Linked DNA regions of Mus musculus: region 2 is linked to region 1. Evidence: chromatin contacts called from public promoter capture Hi-C data. All regions are on one chromosome and are shown on one strand. The core of a region is the stretch at or near the end of the contact, and the rest is flanking DNA. Distances in the headings are between cores, read along the strand shown. Region 1 overlaps Gm41626 (a long non-coding RNA gene). Region 2 holds the start of Galm (galactose mutarotase).

Region 1 (4,367 bases), core at 873-3,372:
GCTTAAGTTGGTGGAACAGTTTGGTAAGGATTGGGAGGTGTGGCTTTGTTGGAGGAGGTGTGTTTCTAGGAAGTTTCAAGAGGCTTGTGTCATTCCAAGCTTGCTCTCTGTTTCCTGCCTAGGGTTTGAGATGTGTGCTCTCAGCTCCTGTTCCTTCTGCCTGCAGCCTGCTACCTCTGCTCTGCTATTGTGGATGCTAGCTCTCTAGAACTGGAAACCCAAAATAAACTCAGAGCAACAGCAATAGAAAAGTAAGTGATACAGCCTTGGGGGCGTGGCACACACCTTTAGTCCCAGCACTAAGGAGGCAGAGGCAGGCAGATCTCTGAGTCTGAGGCCAGCCTGGTCTGCAGAGGGAGTTCCAGAATACACAAGGCGACACGGAGAAACTCAGTCTTGGAAAACAAAGCAAAGCAAAATAAAATAAAACAAAATGTAACTGATACAGTTGCTATAATAATTACATGAAGTAGCTACATGTAAAGTCTTTATCTTATCCTGTTGCATGTTCAGAGATTCAGGGGGGCTCGTGGAGGCCATAGTCAGAGTAATAGGCAGGACTCAGGGAAGTTCTGCTGACACCAGCTTGAGGGTAATTTGGAAAGGGCAGTCAGGCACTTACACTGGGACATAGCATTGCAGACAGAAAACCCATGACTGAAAGTGAAGGGACAAAGCTATCGCCTCTATCAGTGGTGGCACAGTGTCCCCAGAGAGTCTGGAGGAGGGAACATTTTTACTTACTGTGCAACATTCTCAGAAAATACCAGCCAAGAATCTTGAATACCACCTGGATCCAAAGCTCCTTTATGCTACTGTCCCAGAGCCGTGCAGTTTTAATCCCTGGGCCAACATCTTGACTATGTCCCTGAGCACCTGTCCTCACGACTGTAAGAGCAGCTTTTCTTGGCATGGATCCCCAGACAAATGGCAGGCCGTGTAGCACGTTTCCAGCTCTAAGGTGGCACTGTGGGGACATATATAGCTAGCATTCAATCTGGCTTCCTCTTTCCCTCTGTCGCTTCCAAGAGGATGTGACTCCTGAAAAAACGCAGGAGTCATCTGGCACCGTGAGGGGGACTGTCGCTCTGCCGCTGCTGTAATTAGAACACTGAACCAAACCCTGCAGCTGCTTTTCCCATGTTCTAACTGTGTGGCAAAATAAAGTGCTAGGTATAAACCACTGTAGCCGAGAGTTTTGTTTCTTGTAGTTAAGGCATAATCGTAACTGATATGATATGGTTGGTATCATAGGGTAGCTATTCTGATCAGTTTCCTGAGTGGTTGTTAGGTATCTAGATAGGAAATTAGGTAGCTTTGGAGGTCATTGGGAATGGACTGCTCTCTCATGGACCCTATTTGCTGTTTACCTGATCCACACTAGAAAGGTAGACATCAGCTTTTCCTTTCCTTAAAGTTTAAATGCCTTATGAAAAGTTGGAGGTATCAGGGCTTTGTTAAAGTGCATTATGGGAGAACTTTTTTCTTCCTTCCTTTATTTATTTATTTAAAATCTAGTCTAGGTGTGGTAGTGCCCAACTTAGATCCAGCACTGGGGAGGCAAAGGCAGGAGGCTCTCTGTTTGAGTTTGAGGCCAACGTGGTCTACATAGTATTGCTCCAGGACAGCCAAGGCTACATAGAAACACTGTCTCAAACAAAACAAAACAAAACAAAACAACAACAACAACAACAAAAAACAAAACCTTTGGCCCTGGGTTGACACAGGACATTCTCACAGGACATTCTGATCTATCCCAAAGATGACAGCATCATATTCTATGGATCTTTATGTGTCTCTCAGTCACCTGTCCAGGAGACCACCCTCCGGAGCCTGCTTTCCCTGAAGGCAAGCAAAGGAGGTGGGGGGACTAAAGAGAGAGGCACTTATGTGTCCCAGAAGCCCCTCCGACACAACTGCTTGCAGATTTTAAATGTTAAGCCTGTTGGCTTTTCTGAGTTCTAACTCAAAGAGTCACGATTCCTTTTTCTTCTTTATTTCTTTTTCTCAAGCATGCTTTCCCTGACATTCTATATTTTCTTGTCGTTTCTCTAAGGACATGAACTTCCCCTGCACGAATTTCTCAAGCTGCTTGCCCAATTTCAAAAGCACGAGACTCTTCTGCTTCTTCTTCCACAGCTTGCGTGTTCCGTTTGGTTTTGCAATGTTTTTTGTTTTTTTTTTTCTCTAAAACTATAATAAAATGGGGTATGAAGACAGAAGGGGGGAGAGGGAGACAGACAGACAGAGAGAGAGTGAGTGAGAGAGGGAGAGAGAGAGAGAGAGGGAGAGAGAGAGAGAGAGAGAGAGAGAGAGAGAGAGAGAGAGAGAGAGAGTTCAGCTGCTAAAAGCACTTCCCATTATTACATAGGGCCTAGATTTGGTTCCCAGCACCTATATCTGGGCTCACAGCTCTGGCTGGCCTGATGCTGAATGTGTAGCCTGGTTTTAAATTGACAGAGACCCACCTACCTCTGTGTCCCAAGTGCTGGGATTAAAGGCACACACCACCACACCAGGCAATTACATTATAACTAGAGTTGGTTCATTATAGAAGCAAGAACGTTTTGACTTCAGATCTAAATACTCTTCTCCAAGAATCTGATTTTCATCAACTCTCATGATTGACTCATATAACAGGCTGTTGTTGTAGGACTGTGGCTGCAAAGTCTCTTCTGTAAGAGGATTGGGGAGCCTCTAATGTCAGAACCTGGGGGCTTTGTTTCTGTTTCCTTGACAATTTCTTGTTGAGAGATAAAACATTTCTAAAAGGACATTTGGGCTGGGCAGTAGTGGCACATGTCTTTAGTCCCAGTTCTTGGGAGGCAGAAGCAGGCAGACCTACCTGAGTTTGAGACCAGCCTAGTCTACAGAGTGAGTTCCTAGACAGCCAGAGCTATACACAGTGATACTCTGTCTCAACAAACAAACAAACAAATAAGCAAACAATTTGTTGGCTAGACGATGTGAGGCTAGCCTTTAATCCCAGCACTTGGGAGACAAAAGCAGATGGATCTCCATGAGGTCAAGACCAGCCTGGTCTATGTAGTATGTGTTCCAGGCCAGTCAGACTTTCCTGGAGATCCATTGTCTCAAAGAAAATCAACAAAAAAGGATCTGGAGAGATGACTCTGTGGCTGAGAACACCTACACGTATGTGTCTGTGAAGACATCAGTGTAAGGAGGAAGGGGGAGGCAGTTGGATTGATTGGGTCACTTACCCACTCTTGTAAAGACTATCTTATGGTCCTGGGAAGGGTTCAGTTTCAAATGGGATATATAACTTGGGTTCCTTGAGGGAAAGACGACTTCAAAAGTAAGGGGAAGGAGACCAGATTGGGTTTTAAAAAGGTAGGGTTAGTTATTTATTATAAATTCACTTACCAAGGGTGGGATAGAATCTTACCCTAATACTGGCTAGCGTGGTCTCTAACAGATTGTGTTGTCCAACATGACACTAACTTTCAGAATGAACATATAAATTTATTCTATTTTGTCTTATGTACATTTTAATTGGGAGTGATGATCATAGTTCCTGAAGGACTGGTGCCATTATAGCCTTGCTCTGGATGCTTCATAAATATGAAAATATAATAGCTAGCCAGGCAGAGGTGGTGCACACCTTTAGTCCAAGCACTTGAGAAGCATAGGGAGGTGGATCTCTCTGAGTTTGAGGTCAGCCTGGTCTACATAACAAGCTCCAGGACAGTCAGAGGGCTACATGGCAAAACCTTATCTCAAACAACAACAACAACAGTAAAATTAGCTGTATGGTTAAGGATGTAGCTCAGTGGTAGAACACTGGCCTAGCAAGCACAAGACCCCAGGTTCAATTCCCAGCATTGACAAAGAAAAAAAATAATAATCCTGGGAGCTTGAAGATGGCAGTGGCTAATGGTGGAGAGATAATTTGAAGATAGGGGCTTTGTTCCTGTTAGCTTCTGGCCTGTTCTGAGCTAGCTTTCATATAAATACCCTTTACTATCAGAATCTTCTAATCCAATTTGTGGAAATATTTTGTCCACTAGAAAATAACTTAATAATTTCTGCTTATGTAAGTTATAAAATAGGGACTTTACACACACACACACACACACACACACACACACACACATTTTTTTTCTTCATTTTGGTTCTTCTGAGACAGGGGCTCTCTGTGTAGTCCTAGCTGTCCAAGAACTCACTCTGTAGACCAGGCTGGTCTCAAACTCAGAAATCTACCTGCCTTTGCCCATGAGTGCTGGGAGTAAAGGCGTGTACCACCACCACCTGAACCTCAATTTATATTTTTCTTACAATGACATTGTATTCATAGTCTTTTCTGAAAAGAATTTCAAAGTACACAAACCATATGGAATATGGAACTT
Region 2 (4,367 bases), core at 800-3,299, 44 kb before region 1:
CTGGTTCTGGAGTTCTAGGCCTCATATCAGATTCCCCCTCCACTCCACTGTAAATAATCTCTTGGCGATTTTATTTCAGCCCACAAAGGGGCTATTTTCCTAGCATAGAGGAGTGACTCTGTAGTTTCTAAAACTTTCTCCATCACCTGTCTGAATATAGAATGAGGAGCCAAGTCTCCACACCTTCCCACCAGCCTGTCTCTTATAACAAACAGCCTTCTCAATTAAGTTACCAAAGAAATTCTGCTGGGGGAAAAATAATAATCTTCAGGGCTGTGGAGGCTCCAGGACAACAAAGACATAAAGACAGCCAGCCAAGAAGAGAACATAAAACTCAGCAATCCTCTTATAATGCGTTTTGACAAGATGGGGGGGGGGCACATTAATTGCCTAAGGGACAAGTAAAAAAAAAAAAGTAAATAAGACAGGGTTTTCCTGTTGATCCCAAATGAAGAGCCAGGTTAAACATATGAAGAACCAGTTAGGTAGAAAAGGAACCACAAGGAAAACCTCAAATCCCCTTTTGTGGTACAAAGTTTGTTTACACCCATTACTGAGCAGAGCGAATTCATTCTCTTTCCATTTGCCCATTTTACTTCAGGGTTTGTTTTCTGTCTGGTTACGTGCAATGCTAAGGAATGGCAAGATATAATTTTTTCTCCTGCTGCAAATCAAACCGCAATCCAATGATTTAATTATGTAACTATTGAGCTAAAGTCTGAGCTCCGCGCCCCGCCCTCCCCCCCCCTCCGTAAACTGCAAGTTGAAAATGACCTTTGTCTATCTTGTTGAGTCCACTGCATTAACAGAGCTGTAAATGCATAAATTAAGATAAAACCTATGCGTGGATCAAGATGAAACGGCTGGCTCTTGCTCCAGGACAGCTTAGGCAGAACGAGGCCCTGTCCATTTAAAACAAAACAAAACAAAACAAAACAAAAAAACCCCACAAACACAAACAAAACAGACAAACAAAAACAAAAAGACATGCTGCGAATTGCGCAGCTGATCCTGATGACTATGTCCACGTCTTAGGAGGCCTTATTTCTACCCCTTTCATTGAGAACATGTTTCTGAGCAGATGAAGGACATTGTGCCCTACCTACATTGACCACAACAGCCAAGCAATCTGATGGGTTTACATCAGTCCTAAATTCTAAAGCATTTCTGCTCAAGGAGCCCTCAGAGAAGATTTGACAAGAGAAAGAAGGGAGATAGTAGCAGGCGCCCGTCCGTCTTTGATTTTCATTCCTCAGAAAACCACAAGCGAGGAATACATGCAAACCGCCCTGTGCCCCACAGTTCTAAGCTCATTCCAGGGAGTTGGTCTTTCTCAGCTGACTTCCTCGTGAACAGTGACAAAGTCTGACTAAGGGGGGCCAAGTCCTACAGCTATTTGGATTAGATCCGGTTTTTTTTTCCAACCTCAAAATCCTGTTAAGTGGCTTACATGAGCCCGTTCACGCGCTTCCAAGTAAGACTGCTCCAAGCTTGGGGACCTCAGTCAGGTCCCGTGAGTGACTGGAAGAACCCAGTGTACACAGGATCAGGAGTGTGTGCGGGCCTGTTTGACAGGCCAAACCGTTTAGCAGTCCTGGGCAGGACGCGACCCACCTTCCAATTCCGCAAAGCCAAGCACCACGTCTGAGGCTTTCCCCTGCCTGTCTTTGACCTGCAGAGCAGTGATCGTGCAGCCCCATGAGATGATGTCCACACTCAGCTGGTCTGACCGAAGCTGGAATTTCTCCACTGTCCCTCCCCCCGAGGGCAGCTCTCCAAACACGGTTCTGGTCACCGAAACCATTGGGAAAGTTCAGGGTGTGCAGCTTCTCCTTGCTGTTCAAACTCTAGCCTGGATCACGTTTGGAAAGATAAAGTTCCCGGGAGAAGGGGAGGAACTCAGACTAACTCCTCCCCTTTATTGCCTGGATTTAAACAGTTGACCACTCCTGGGGTCGGGGAAAATGCTCCGATGCCTTTTTAAAATTTTTCCTTTATCCGAGGTAACTGAGAAGCAAACTTTCCAGTTGAGTTTGCTGGTCTTTTCCTTCTCTAACCCTGACTGCAGTGCATGTCGGGAATAGTAGTCTTTAAGAAAATTGCAATTGCATCTTGGGGCATGTAGTTTAAAACGAACCAACTTTATTTTGCGCAGGTGCGCGCGCGTAAGGCATCTTTAGGGGGTCAAAAAAAGTCTCTCTCTCTCCTCTCCTCTTCTCTCTCTCTCTCTCTCTCTCTCTCTCTCTCTCTCTCTCTCTCTCTCTCTCTCTCTCTCTCTCTCTCTCTCTCTCTCTCTCTCCTCTCTCTCTCTCTCTCTCTCTCTCTCTCTCTCTCTCTCTCTCTCTCTTTCTCTCCTTTCCTCCTTTCTGAAAAGGTTCTCTCTTGTCCCTAATGGGCTCTGAAGAAACACATCTGGTGGGCAGGCTTGGAGGCCCGCTCCTTTACCTACTTTTCATCATCTCTTGGGCCATTCTGGTGTGGATTATCTGGGACTAGATTTAAAGAAACTGAAGGTTTGATGGCTAAGTCTGACGTTTCTCCTTTGTTGGCCTAGGATTAGGAAAGTGTTATTAGGATCCTCAGTAAGATCATGAGATTAAAATACCTCAGTCTTTCATTGCTTAATCTACAGCTCTAGATGGATTCTGGCTCTAGGAAGAAGAGGTCTGGGAGCCTAAAGACGTGTATAACTCAGTCTATCTGTATTTCTGGTCTTGATTTAGACACGGTGAGGGTGGAAACGCATCTGTGGTTAGAAAAACAGGAGAACTGAGCTCATGTTCCTGTAATCAAATGCCAATAAACAACTGTCTCACTCGTTTCTGACTGTGAAATATGAAGGAATCTTAAGCATTCATGCTACAAAGCCTCAATTATCCCTCTCGAAATTCGGGAAACTCTGATAGGAAAGAAAAAGAGCTTGCAGCAGGCTTTATTAAAGTACAATATCTAATATCAAAAAGACCCAAACAAGTCAAATTACAGACTGTGCGTCCCCTCACACAATAACCCAAAGGCACTCTTGTACACTGCTCATCACACACTCTTACAGACTCTGCAAGTCTCCTCAGCCCACTTACCGTGTGTGCCTGACTTATACACAGGCCCTTTCAACAACACTGTGCTAGCAACGATGCCTGAGAACCCTCTTCTGTGAGTGGGAAGACCACAGTTTTTATTTCTCAGCCTCCAGTTCTCAGTGTTCTGCCAAGCTCATGCTGCCAAGGGAAGAAAGACACCTTGGGTGGCTAGCACCAAGTGTAACCAGAGACGTTCCTATTGCTTAACTTGGCGCATGAAGTGTACCATATTTCCCTAAGATGTACAGGGTACGGGTCTTGATTTTCTTTCCCTGTGGCTTTGAAGTATTTAGAATGGTAAACAAGACTACCTTGTGTGAGCTGCAAACCTTGCTCCTTTTTTAACCAAACAGTCCATTTTCTTAACCTCACATCATTATTCTACATGCAGAGCCTTAATCGACAGCAGTGTTCATGATCACTGTCTGCAAGGAGGTCAACATCAAAGCAGCAATGGAGGAATGAACCATTGTTAAATACTACCAGCTATTTAATTTTGCTTTTTGGATAAATCCTGGGGGTTAAGTTAAATAGTACAGACTGTGGTGATATTTTTGTAAGAAGAGTTACTTAGCTTCTTTCTCAACCAGAGCAGAGGTGTGTAATACAACCAATTCAAACTCATCCCCAACTAGTTTACAAATAAATTAAGAAGGCTGGGCTGATTCCATGACAGGCTTCAGATTGGCAGTTCAGGACTATGCCTAAGAGCTGGGAAAGTCCAGGCAAGCCCAAGCAAGTCAGTTACCAGAAAACCAAACCAAACCAACCAACCAACCAACCAAACAAACAAACAAAAACCAGGCTTCAGACAGCTAGTTAGAAACTGCCGAGCTATCAGAAGCTGCCCAAGCCACATGGCCCGAGGCAAGGAAAATGGGTCAGCAGCAGTTTCCAGACCCCGTGCCCCATTAATGGTTCTGGAATGTCCCGAGAGATGGACTCAACAGATTAAGATAGAGGTCACTTCCCCTGGAATTCCTCTAAGGTGCAATAGCTCAAGCCTGCAAGCTCACTTCACGGTGTCTCTATTGTGGTAAATCTCCAACCCCAATAAGCCCAAGCAAAAACATAACTCAGTTACAAAATGTATAAGCTGCATGCCTAAATTGGGCAGATTACCACTACACTACTCTATTCCCCAGCTGAGATTCCCTTGCCACTTGTGGCTTCTCTGTGCCATGTGGTTCTGCTCCATCTTCCTTCCACATCCTCTTGCTCTGTCTTCTTCCTCCCTCATCCCTGCTCTTCTCCAACTCTCTAAAACCTCTAGCCCCACCTTTCCCT

The links. Promoter capture Hi-C pulls out the DNA fragments that hold promoters and counts their contacts.
Region 2: a promoter capture Hi-C map of macrophages shows a contact between it and region 1, with 9 read pairs. The contact joins the promoter of Galm here to the enhancer-like site in region 1. A contact is called at or near these places in 3 of 39 promoter capture datasets (frontonasal cranial neural crest, macrophages and second pharyngeal arch cranial neural crest), 2 of 15 datasets of contacts at CTCF or cohesin (CD8 T cells and the NIH/3T3 cell line), 15 of 484 Hi-C or Micro-C datasets (CD4 T cells, bone marrow-derived macrophages, cerebral cortex and 8 more), 9 of 115 datasets of contacts at active chromatin or transcription factors (CD8 T cells, bone marrow-derived macrophages, embryonic fibroblasts and 4 more) and 4 of 9 other capture datasets (adipose tissue, bone marrow-derived macrophages, liver and 1 more).

What each region holds. Positions count from the first base shown.
Region 1 is chr17:80,081,171-80,085,537 of GRCm38.p6, reverse strand. Gm41626 (a long non-coding RNA gene) reads left to right here. Exons shown (of 3, transcript XR_876986.1): 2 at 123-251. Among named protein-coding and RNA genes, the nearest start is that of Gm41626, 14 kb to the left of the region's middle. Within about 2 kb of position 2,122, at least 29 of the 459 cell types and tissues checked have an H3K27ac peak or open chromatin away from gene starts, as enhancers often do. A contact at or near this core is called in bone marrow-derived macrophages, cerebral cortex, macrophages and 2 more, where this site is marked.
Region 2 is chr17:80,125,153-80,129,519 of GRCm38.p6, reverse strand. It overlaps Galm (galactose mutarotase), which reads right to left and starts at 2,049. Exons shown (of 7, transcript NM_176963.4): 1 at 1,615-2,049. The coding sequence starts at 1,804.